Regions from separate parts of the Ovis aries genome. Here all the other regions are linked to region 3. The links are chromatin contacts, called in public Hi-C maps. All regions are on one chromosome and are shown on one strand. Each heading gives the region's core, a stretch centred on a gene start, on an enhancer-like site or on the middle of the called end of the contact. The rest is flanking DNA. Distances are from core to core; before and after follow the strand shown.

Region 1 (3,726 bases), core at 1,027-3,526, 310 kb before region 3:
GGCCTTTTCTGTTCTTTCACAATATATGCTCTCTTTAAAGGTACTTGAATGAGAAAAAAAGCCTACACCGGACCAGATTTCTGGTTCTAATGGACAATAACTGGGCTGTTAGTTGCTGATTCATTCTTCACAGGGAAAACTAGATGCCATTAGAAATATTTTTTTTCTAAATAGCATTTAAAATTTTATGATAGCTTCCTCTTGAAATACTGTATATGAGTGGCATTCTCAACAAATTAATAGGTTTAATATGATAGTCATATAGTCATAGTATTTTTAACTCCTAAAAAATATGTTTATAATAGGATCGAAAACTTCTAAAAGCCAGTTAAGATCTCTTTAAAAGTCAAAGAAAATCTGACTTGAGTAACAGTATATAATAGCATGTTTGGTTATTGTAGCTGTTTTAAATGTCTCCAACTTACAGTCCCCAGATAGTTACTACTGGTGTTCAGAAGTGATAGACCTTAAATGGTACCAAAAATATATTTAACCTAAATTTAAAAGTTTGATTCTAGAGTCCCTAAGAGTTCATAATAAATATCAAGGTAACAAAATTTAATTGTTTACTCTATGCAAGGCACTATGCCGAACACTTTCATAATGTCATTTAATCCTTCCAGCAAGTCAGTGAGATCAGTACCACTATAATCCCCACTTTACAGATGAGGAAATTAAGGTTTAGTGAGGTTAATAGCGTGCCCTAGATCTTATAGCTAGAAAGTTCTGAAGAGTTTTGAGAGGCTTTGTGCTTATTAACTCCAAGACACCCTGAAGCTTTCCTGTGCATATTGCCATCCACAGTGGGGGAGGCACCAGAAAGGGGGGCATGGTAGTTTTTGTTCTCAAATGTAACAACCAATTAGGTAAATCCTTTGGGTCCTGTTTCACCTAGAATCTATATATTCAAAGTACAGGTGATAAAACGAAATTAGCTCATTAACTCTGGTAAACATGTAAGTGAAAACTAAGTCTGAGGACACTTTAAGAGAAGATAGTACTGATGAATGGTTGGAATTCTTGGTGGGGTGCTTGTCTTTTGTGTAAGGAGTTTGAAAAGAGAGCTCATTGTATTGATAGTGTCTTGGGGCATTTCAGGACACAGTCATAAAGGTTCTTCTTCCTGTTAAAATTTTTAAAATTCTCAGTCTTAGAGAAAGTATACTCTCTCCTGCCATTTGTCAAATGAACAGTTAATCCGGGTTGACTTTGAGTGGGGGAGGGGCGCTCAGCTTTTTTTGTGACATAATTATTAGCATAGTTTATCAATCCCATTGCAAAATGTTGATCATAAATGAACTGGGGATGGGGGTAGGATTCGTGGTTTATAAGATTGTTTAGGCAAATCCCACCTGCTCAAACGTCGCCTATCAAGATTAAAGTATTGACTCCAATCCCCTAGCCAAGCTAAATAACAACATGAAACCAAGCTAAATGAAGTCAGGACACCTGATACCAAGATTTCACGGAGGAAAAAAGCCATTGTGCAGCCAGGAATACAGCGCGTTTGCTTATCTTTTTAATACAAATAAAAAATATGCTTTATTGGGCTTGGGGATTTTTAGAATACACAGGCTTGCCGGATGCATTGTGGAGCCTGGCGTTCTGTACACGAGCTTACGTAGCTGGTACTGTCCCCTTCGGATGCACACGTTGGTAGGGGGGTGGGTACCCCTCAAAAATGTCAGCATTTCTGGGAGGGAGCAGCACAGAAAGGAGGGGAGGGAAAAGCCCCGGCCGACATCCTGTTGTTATCAAGCTCTTCACTTGCCGAGGGGCGGACGGAGGACGCTTTTCAGATCCACCACCAGATTCAGGGGTGCCACTGGGCCGCCGTAGTTGTGTGGATTCCGGGGACGGACGCGGGTGGGGGAGCGCGGCCGGTGCACCCCCCGGGGGGCGGGGGGCGGGGAGCAGCTCACCCGGAGCAGGGCTGACCGGCGAAGATCCGCAGGAGCTGGGAGGTTCTCCCCACGGCTGAGTCGGGGGCCCGGACTGTGGGGGCGGGGGCGGAGGAGGGGGGACCCTCCCTGCGCATCCCTCCTGGCCCATCCCTCCTCGTGCATCCCCAGCCCTGCGCGCTGGGTGCTGTGGGGCACCCCCCCCCCCACGCTCACCCCGTGCAGGTGGGACTTCCTTGGCCCCGTACCTGCCGGGCCGAGCGTGTGGGCGACCGGCGGCCGGCGTCGCTGGCACTGGCAGACGCCTCCCAGGGCTAGAGATCCGCACCCAGCGAATAAGCAGCCAGTCCTGGACCGGGAGGAGGAGCGGCCGAGCATCCCTCTCCCGCTCCGCCGCGTCCTTCTCATGAGGACTCGCCGGAGGTGGACCCGCAGAGCCAGCCTCCCGGCCGCTGACCCCGCTTACATCACGAACCTGTGACCAGCGCATCCCTCCCACGCCCGGTACCTGCTCCGCGCGGCTCACGGTCCAGCCCCGGGAGCAGGCTCTTTGTATGCCGCCGACATGGCCAGCCAGCAGGATTCCGGCTTCTTCGAGATCAGTATCAAATATTTACTGAAATCCTGGAGTAATAGTGAGTAACAGAAAATAAGCTTTTTTTGTTTGTTTGTTTGTTTGCTGGGTGTTGCGTAAGATCTGAGCAATAAAAGCCTCAACTGAAAAGCATAGGCTTGTGAGCCCAGGAAGTTTTTTCTTTCTTTCTTTCTTTTTTATTTTTTTTTGCTTTCATCTGCTATGAAAATCAAAATGTCAGAGACTGAACTAGCCTTCCTGAAGTGCAGAGGCTGTGGTGGAATTACGGTAGATGTGGTTTGATTAAATTTTCAAGTGAGATGGCCCTTCAGACTCTTGGTGAGGGCAGGACTGGGTATTCCAGGCTGCATTTCCTGCTTGGTGTGTGTTTAATGTGCTCAGGTTTTATCGAAATGATTTCGTGAAGTGTCAAAGGGGTGTGGCAGGGCTTCAGAGTACTTCATAATTGTTTTATTAGGGTATTGTCTAAAGAAATAAAAAGTACTTAATGGTCCAAAACCTGGCTCATCTTTTTTGAGTATAGAGGCACTTGCAGATTTATTTGGTCTCTTCCTTGTCCATGTGGTTGGTGTTCAGAATTATAATAGTATATACTATTAATATAATAGTACTTAATACTTGAATTAAAAAAAAATCCCGATGTTTGTCATAGTCCAAATAATGTGCTTTTCTGAAACATAAACAAGTGAGTTGCTGACCGTAAAATTATTTATTAGGATATCAGAATGTTATGGCTTCTGAAGTTAGGGTTCTGACCTACTTAAAGCTTTTAACAGGAAGATCTTTCAAAAAGACAACCTCTAAGGCATCATGGATCTGGAATTAAATTAAAATGAGGCCTTCAGGTGATCAGTGATGCCTTGCATTTTCTGAACAGTTTAAAAACAAAGTCTTTTCTATTTCACCGATCAGCCTTTGTACTTGCTTTGGATTAAAAGACTGGCTGGTATTACAGGTCCTGAATTGTTTGAAATTAAAAAAAATTTTTTTTTCCAAGAAAAATTTTATGTTGTATTCCATGCATACTGATTAACCTACCTGCAGGTCCAAGAGCTGGTGATTAATTATCTCCTACACAAATGACCTGTGGACAAGATTGCTCGTATGTAAACAAAACCGGGGCAGGAGAACCTGTGACTTAATTGCTTTGAAAAAAGAGACAGAGTACCTTCGGCAGGAAGGTGTTCAGGGATATGCATCTCTAAATGCTATCCATAGAAACCATCTTTT
Region 2 (3,636 bases), core at 652-3,151, 420 kb before region 3:
CAGAGTCAGACACGACTGAAGCGACTTAGCAGCAGCAGCTGGTAGCTCAGCTGATAAAGAATCCATCTGCAATGCTGGAGACCCCAGTTTGATTCCTGGTTTGGGAAGAGCCCCTGGAGAAGGGATAGGCTACCCACTTCAGTATTCTTGGGTTTTTCTGGTGGCCCAGATGGTAAAGAATCCACCAGCAATGCAGGAGACCTGGGTTCAATCCCTGGGTCGGGAAGATCCCCTGGAGAAGGGAACAGCTACCCACTCCAGTATTCTTGCCTGGAAAATTCCATGAACAGGGCTGCAGTCCATGGGGTTGCAAAGAGTCAGACATGACTAAAGGGACTTAGCATGGATGCTCCCTGAAGTCACTTCCCTGCAGAGCAACCACAGTGATCTCTGAGAAGCTTTAATATTTATCACACTCTCCTTCCCCTGCTTGTAATTCCCCAGTGGTGTCCCCTCCGCCTGCCATGACATCCAGACTCTGTCCTGGATAACAAAGCCGCTGCCTCGCCTGGCTCCTGCCTAGGTCTCCAGGATTGCTTCCTGTCACTCTGCCTGTTTTCACACCCCAGTATCGTGTTTCCTTCTTGTTCTCTAACGCATCATGTATGTTCCCACCACTGAGCTTTTGCATAAATTCTCTGCTTTATGAGCTCTTGGCTCTCATCTCTGAGTGGCTGGATCCTTCTTAAGTTTCAGATCTCAGCCTAATGCACCTGCTGGAAGATGCCTCCCACAGCAATCCCTCTAAAGTAGTCACCCCCCATCCTGCCCCTCTGCTTTCCCTCCTGTGCATTCGTTGCTGTCTGATATTGTCTTGCTTATCTGTTTATTAATTTTTCACTTTTCAGTCTGCGTGCAGGCATGCACCCCTGTAGTGTAGGCTCTGAGAGCAGGGCCTTGAAAGTATTCTTTGCCATGGTAAACTCAGTCCTTGGAACAGTGCCTGTAGGAGATGCTCAAAAAACATATTTGGAACAAATGAGTGCATGCATTCAAGCAACAGAGAAATCTGTTTAGGGGGAAATTGATGATGTCTGCTTTATTTCATAGTGAGGACTTGGCTGATCTTGCTAAATTACTAAGAACTAATCAAAAAATAAAAAAATAAAACTTCCTGTTATTTGGCCAGTTCAGTTCATTGAACTCCCTTTCTTCTGCATTTGTGATTAAGGCTGCCATAAAGGAGAAGCATGTTGGCATTGTGAATTTCTGATTAGATGCATGCAAGAGGTTAATGTGACCTGGAGACAGGATCCTTATGACCCAGGCTGTCTAGATTCCCATTGATTTGATAAGACTGTGCCCATGATCTTCAGGTCTTTTGGCAGAACCAGAAAGTCTGCAGTACTGAGAACTGCTCCAGTGGATGGCTATAGTTCTCTCACCAGTCCTCCTTCCTTTTTTTTTTTTTTTTCCTGTTACCAAATGAAATAAAAAGTACAGCAGGCATGGCCCTGAGATATTCTCAGTCAGAATTAACCATGTGGAGATTCTCACCTGTGGGGCTGAAGCGCCCGTGTGAACCTAAGTCTATCTAACTCTCAGCTAAGCTACACCCTTTCCCTAAGGAGACTTCTGAGGCCAAGACTGTTGACCCATTTAGAGATCCAGGGGTAAGGAGCTTTCTGTTTATTTGCCAGTAAAGCACTATTTATGGCATTCTGACCACACTTCACTCTTAAGACTATACTCACAGAGTTTTGTATGGGGAGAGTATAGAACACTCCTTGTAGGGTTTATCCTTTGGGGATTTAGGATTGAAAACATTGAAGATGATTTTACTTAGTATTGAACATAGTTGGATATGGCCTCTAGCCAGTTCCCCATTCCTCCTTTCTTGTTTCACAGTTGCAGAGTGCTACTGGTGTAGCTTGCCTCTGTTTTGAGCCCCACCCTTCCTGTTGCTAAGCAGATGAACTGGGTTGCATAAATTGTCAATTACTCAGCTGTGACAATGAAGGCGACGGGACAGCCATGGGCAGAAATGAGAACAGCAACTTCTAGCCCTTGGATTTCAGATTAGATGATAAAGAGAGAGGTAGAAGGCAACAGGTGAAGTTATCATAAGTAAAAGTTTGATCTTTACAAACTGGTAAAATTTGAAAACAGAACAAAAATGCCCCCTCCCCTTGCCCTAATTTCCTTTACACATATTTTCAGGAAGACCTGAGCAAGCTCATTCTTCTTTTCAGAATATTTGTTTAGTGAAGGGAATTCTTCCTTTAATGTAAAAGTCATCTCTTATCATGACCAAAAGTAAAAAAAAAGAAGAAAGGATATTATGGAAGGAAAAATGAAATAAAATTCAGCTACTTTAATGCCACCTCATTAGAAGTTCTGTGTGTTTCCTTCAGAGATTTGTATTTGTTATATTAGAGGAAATGGATTAGATTTGTTTGGGTATTCATTTCTTTGTTTGCATCTAGTTACAATTTACATACTTTCATCCTGTAGTTTTGGGCTTCCCTGGTGGCTCAGTGGTAAAGAATCCACCTGCCAATGCAGGGAACGCAGGTTCAGTCCCTGGGTCTAGAAGATCCCCTGGAGAAGGGAATGGCAGCCCACTCTGATATTCTTGCCTGGGAAATCTCATGGACAGGGGCGCCTGGCGATCTATAGTCCATAGGGTGGCAAAGACTCAGACATGACTGAGCGACTAAACGGCAAACAGCAGTCCTTAGGTTCAGAACATTTACTGAGTAGCAGTTACTAGTTTAGTATTTCAGGTTAGGTTGACTCCCAGGTCTGAAGTCAGTTCTAAATCTGTATGTATTCATGAGCATATTTGCATTTCTGACCCAACAACAACAACAACAAAAGCTGACTTTGCTTTGGGCCATGAATCTTGACTCATCTCATTTACCCAGCTTCTTTAATAAAGCAGGTTTAGTGCAGCAGGTGTCCACCAAACCTTCGGCTCTCAGCACGTCGCCGTGACTTCCCATGGAGATTTTCCACGAAACAGACATTGAATAGGATTACAAAGATTTCCTTCTGGAGTCCTAGTGTATGACTCCACTCACCTGTAAGAGGCGGAATAAGCTCAGTGCCGGCTCTAGCCCCCCAGAGAGCGGTAAACCATGTGTACAAGCATAATTAGCGCACCATCAGGTTGTAAGAACCAGTATTTGGCTTTCTCTGTTGGGATGTTTTCCTCCAGTGGCTTCCCAAAGAGCTCCTTTGCAAGTAGCTGTGGAAACTACTACAGCAAATAATGCACTCAAAAAAAAAAGAAATTTAAAAAGAGCGTGCTGCAGATGGAACACTAGAGGGCACCAGAGTGACACTGTTATGTGATTGCATTTCCCTTTGCTCTGCCACCAAAATACTATTTTTATTGAAGTGCAGTTGGTTTACAATGTTGTTAATTCCTGTTTACAGCAAAGTGGTTTGATTGTTGTTGTCGTTCAGTCGCTCAACAATTATTGCTCGTGTCCGACTGTCTGTGACCGCATGGACTGCAGCACACCAAGCTTCCCTGTCCTTCACCCGCTCTCGGAGTTTGCTCAGCCCCGTGTCCATTGAGTCAGTGGTGCCATCCAACCATCTCATCCTCGCCGCTCCCTTCTCTACCTTCCGTCAATCTTTCCCAGCATCAGGGTCTTTTCCAATGATTTGGCTCTTCGCCTCAGGTAG
Region 3 (3,833 bases), core at 345-2,844:
ATACAAGCAGCAAAATTTGAGCTGCCGCACTATTAGAGTGAGCATAAAGAAGACAGTGTTATGGCAGGATGCATAAATATAAAAAACCTGGTTCTGCAGCAGCAAGAAGCATAGTTATGGGGGTTGGCGGGACAGTGTATTTAGTGAAAAAATAGATTTCAGAGGGTTGTATAACATGCCAACCGTTCTCATTAGTCCACTCTAGTGAGAATTCTCCCCAAAAGGGGAAAAGCAGCAAACTGTTCTTAGAGGTTAAACGCAGACTTAATCACAGGATAGTTAAGTATCTTAAGTAAAAGACTTGAACTGAAACTTGCGCACTGCATGCTAAATCGCTTCAGCAGTGTTCCACTCTTTGCAACCCCATGGACAGTAGCATGCCAGGCTCCTCTGTCCACCTGGGCCTTGTTTACTAGACAACTTACTCAACTGGATGATTCAGTTTCCCCATTTGACAATACCAGAAAATTTATAAGATTATCATAAGGTTAAACGTAATATTACTTATAAATCAACTGGATGATTCGGTTTCCCCATCTGACAATACTCAAAAATTTTTAAGATCATAAGGTTAAAGGTGATATTACTTATAAAGCATAAAGAATAACTCACAGATGCTCATTAAGAGGTAGCTGTTATTGGCTAAAGATCACAGGCCTGGGTATCTGTGCTATTTAGACCTAGATGATCATAAGCTTTTGTATCTATGTGTATTGCAAAGGTGTCTACAGCCAAGGATAATGATCAAACTAAAATGACACCTCAGGTACCAAGTAAATGGCACCCTTTTTCGAATCCAAAGTTGCTTTCACTGTTCGTCGGTCAGGAGCCTTTGGATAGTAGCAAGGCCTATGAGCCACTATCACCTTCAGAATCCAGTTGAAAGCTTTCGAGATCCTACAGTAAACACCTGAATTAAGCCTTGTGCTAGCCATAGCCCATACTCTGTGAGTGAGACTGCTGTCTTCCAGGGCAGTTTCAAGAGCAAGTCAGGCACAAAACAGGTGCTTAGTATCCTAGGAGCGTCAAGGATACGTCAAGGATACTACGGAAGCCTGCAGGAGGAAGTATTATCCAAAACTACAGGAGACTTGAGATAGGCTTAACAACTTTTCAAGCCGGGAGAGTCTCAGAGGTTTTTGAAATTCTGCTGCCCAACAGCAACACGCAGTCTATAACCAATGTACGCTGGCTTCAAATCTCAGCCCCTTCCACTCTATAGGGAGCTCTCCGTTGGGCAAGAAGTCATCCGCACCGACTGAGCACTGTGGGGTTTTCTAACGTCTGCCCACTTTGGGCGACGCCCTCTTAGTAGAGAACAAAGACTTCACAGACCGCAGGCCGCGTCGGGGGCGGGGGCGGCCATCCAAACGAGAGACGGAGCGGAGGAGGGGGAAGGCAGGGCGTATACATGGGGCGTGGTCCCTCCAAACAGCGCGGCTTGGTACTCTGAAGGCTCGGAAGAAGAGAACGAGCATCCCGGCTCTTTCTTTAGCGACTCCGGACTGACGCGAGGTTTATCCCTGGCCACAAGCGGCAGCACTGACGGCGCGGCCACAGTCTGATTCCGGTGGGCGTTTACGCTGCGTGCTGCGTCATGGCGTCATCGCGTGACATATCCCGAGAGCGGGCTTTTGGCGCGAGAATCTGAAACCCGGTGGGTGGAGGTGCGGCTGCTGAAGTTTGCTGTCTGGGGCGGTGGGTGTCCGCGAAGGAGCTTGAGCGATCCCGTTTCTTATCTGAGTACCTGTGCGTTGTTCAGCTCCTCTGGCCAAAAACATAAACCAGCTTCACCTCTGAAGGCGGTTAGTGTTGGCAGGGGTGGAGAGTGGAGATGGGCAGCCTTACGCGGTCTCAGGCAGCGGGGAGCGCCTCCGGTGCTCGGGTGGGAGCCGAGCCTCCTGCCCTCACTGGTCCTTTCCCGTTCCGCACCGACAGGGGGAAGGGATCAGGTCCTCGGCCGGAGGCTCCAGTCCCGCCCCTTCCCGGGGACTCCTTGGCCCAGCTTCGGGCGCCGCTCGGCCCACATGTCCCAGGCTGAAATTTCCTTCATTGGAATCACGATGAAGTTACTTTACCGGAATATTGCTGTTTTGGAAAATGTTTCATAGCCTGTGGCACATTGTATCTGCCTCATCGCTTAGTCCCCAGGTAGTTGCTGTATTAACGAAAATTTACTGATTGGGAATTGTTTCCCGGTGTTTATCTAATAGCCCTCTGCTAACTGCGCAGCCACTGGCCACACGTGACTAGTTAATGAAGATTAAATAATAATTTAAAATTCTGTTCTTGAGCAGACTTGCCACAGTTGAGATGAGTCATGTGGCTAATGGCTGCTCTATTGGACTGCACAAATACAGAATACTTACTTGCCCGCGGTGAGTTCGATTCTTGTCTTAAACAATGTAGCTTCAGGCAGGTTTACCTCTTCCGGTTTTACCTCAGACTCACTTAGCAAGGACTGCATACGTGTGAAGTGTGTTTTGGTGTTCTCTTTTGCAGACTCACCAAACTTTGAAGGAATAGTGTAGATAAAAATGCCGATTGGATGCAAAGAGAGGCCAACTTTTTTTGACATTTTTAAGACGCGATGCAACAAAGCAGGTATTAACAGTTTTTTATATGAATTGATCTTTTACATAGAGAAAAATGTTTTCAGAAAAATGTGTAATTATACATGCTTGTTGAAAAGAATCCAGTGCTTAACGTTTTTGTTTACACCATAAACTGTGCTTTATGAAGTCATAAATCAGAAAAGTAATCATTTACAGTTAACCAAATGATCGGTGTAGAACCTGTGGTGGATAAAGAGGAAACTGGCCCCTTGATGAGTGGCACTGTTTTTAAAGCAGAGACTTTCTAGCAAGTTAGAAGCATTAGTAACATAATAGCAGAAGTTGTCAGTTCTCCTTACACTCGTAAAATGATTGAGGACTGAGAGTATTTGTTTATCTAGGTTACCATATTAGAAATTAAAACTAAGAGCTTTTAAAAACATTAAGTTAATAACAAAAATAAATTCATTGCATGTTAACATGAATAATATGTTTATGAAAAATAACTTTTCCAAGAAAAATGTGAGGAGTGACATTACTTTAAAATTTTGCAGTTCTCTTTACCATCTGGCTCAATAGAAGATAGCTGGATTTTCATGCTCATTTTCAAAGAATTGCATTTAATTCTTTACAATACGTTGTTTGATAGAAGTATATGAAGAAAACCATACTTTACACAGAAAATGTAGTTAGAAAAAGGAGTGTTTTTAACTGTTTTCACTTTATTGTGGGTAGTTTTCTTTGGTATTATACCAAACTTAAGTGGGAGTTTCTTAAAAGTTGCAATGTGGAATCTGAAACCATGTAATGAATTTTTTGTACTCTTTTTACATTAAATTCAATTAGTCTTTCTTGCTCCTGAATAAATCTTTTACCCATGTTGTGACATCATCCATGGTTTGATTATTTGAAAAATACTGATGTTCTGAATTACACAAATATACCAAATATTGACACATTCCATTAGACATTATTAAAAAATCACATTGGTTACTTCACTGATCTCATCAGAAAAGTCTTTTCAGGTTGGGAAGATGTCAAGCTGACAGAGAACAAAGTTCTAATTCTCATTTGAAAACTCACATTTTATCTTTGGCAGCAAACTGTTGTTTTCCCTGCAGTAACAGGACATTTCAAGAAAATGTCCACCAAATACCCAACTCAGAATAACTTAGTCATTCTTTCTAGCAAAAATGGCTTTCCATGAAAAGTGCTAATTCAACTCACAACTCATCACATGAGTGCTTTTTCCAAATAACTATTGTACTTCAGTATGCA

Evidence for each region. Hi-C and Micro-C count contacts between places; a contact is called where the count stands out from the background.
Region 1: a Hi-C map of hypothalamus shows a contact between it and region 3, with 3 times the contacts expected there. The contact joins the enhancer-like site here to the promoter of ZAR1L in region 3. A contact is called at or near these places in 2 of 16 Hi-C or Micro-C datasets (hypothalamus and skin fibroblasts).
Region 2: a Hi-C map of tail adipose tissue shows a contact between it and region 3, with 2.2 times the contacts expected there. The contact joins the enhancer-like site here to the promoter of ZAR1L in region 3. A contact is called at or near these places in 3 of 16 Hi-C or Micro-C datasets (liver, skin fibroblasts and tail adipose tissue).

The regions. Positions count from the first base shown.
Region 1 is chr10:29,278,676-29,282,401 of ARS-UI_Ramb_v3.0, reverse strand. The region is part of intron 2 of FRY (FRY microtubule binding protein); the gene reads left to right. Among named protein-coding and RNA genes, the nearest start is that of FRY, 80 kb to the left of the region's middle. Within about 2 kb of position 2,276, at least 23 of the 54 cell types and tissues checked have an H3K27ac peak or open chromatin away from gene starts, as enhancers often do. A contact at or near this core is called in hypothalamus, where this site is marked.
Region 2 is chr10:29,391,981-29,395,616 of ARS-UI_Ramb_v3.0, reverse strand. No RefSeq gene overlaps it. Among named protein-coding and RNA genes, the nearest start is that of FRY, 33 kb to the right of the region's middle. Within about 2 kb of position 1,901, at least 15 of the 54 cell types and tissues checked have an H3K27ac peak or open chromatin away from gene starts, as enhancers often do. A contact at or near this core is called in tail adipose tissue, where this site is marked.
Region 3 is chr10:28,967,342-28,971,174 of ARS-UI_Ramb_v3.0, reverse strand. It overlaps ZAR1L (zygote arrest 1 like), which reads right to left and starts at 1,594. Exons shown (of 8, transcript XR_009595259.1): 1 at 1-1,594. BRCA2 (BRCA2 DNA repair associated) reads left to right here and starts at 1,616. Exons shown (of 27, transcript XM_042254798.2): 1 at 1,616-1,657; 2 at 2,503-2,604. The coding sequence starts at 2,538.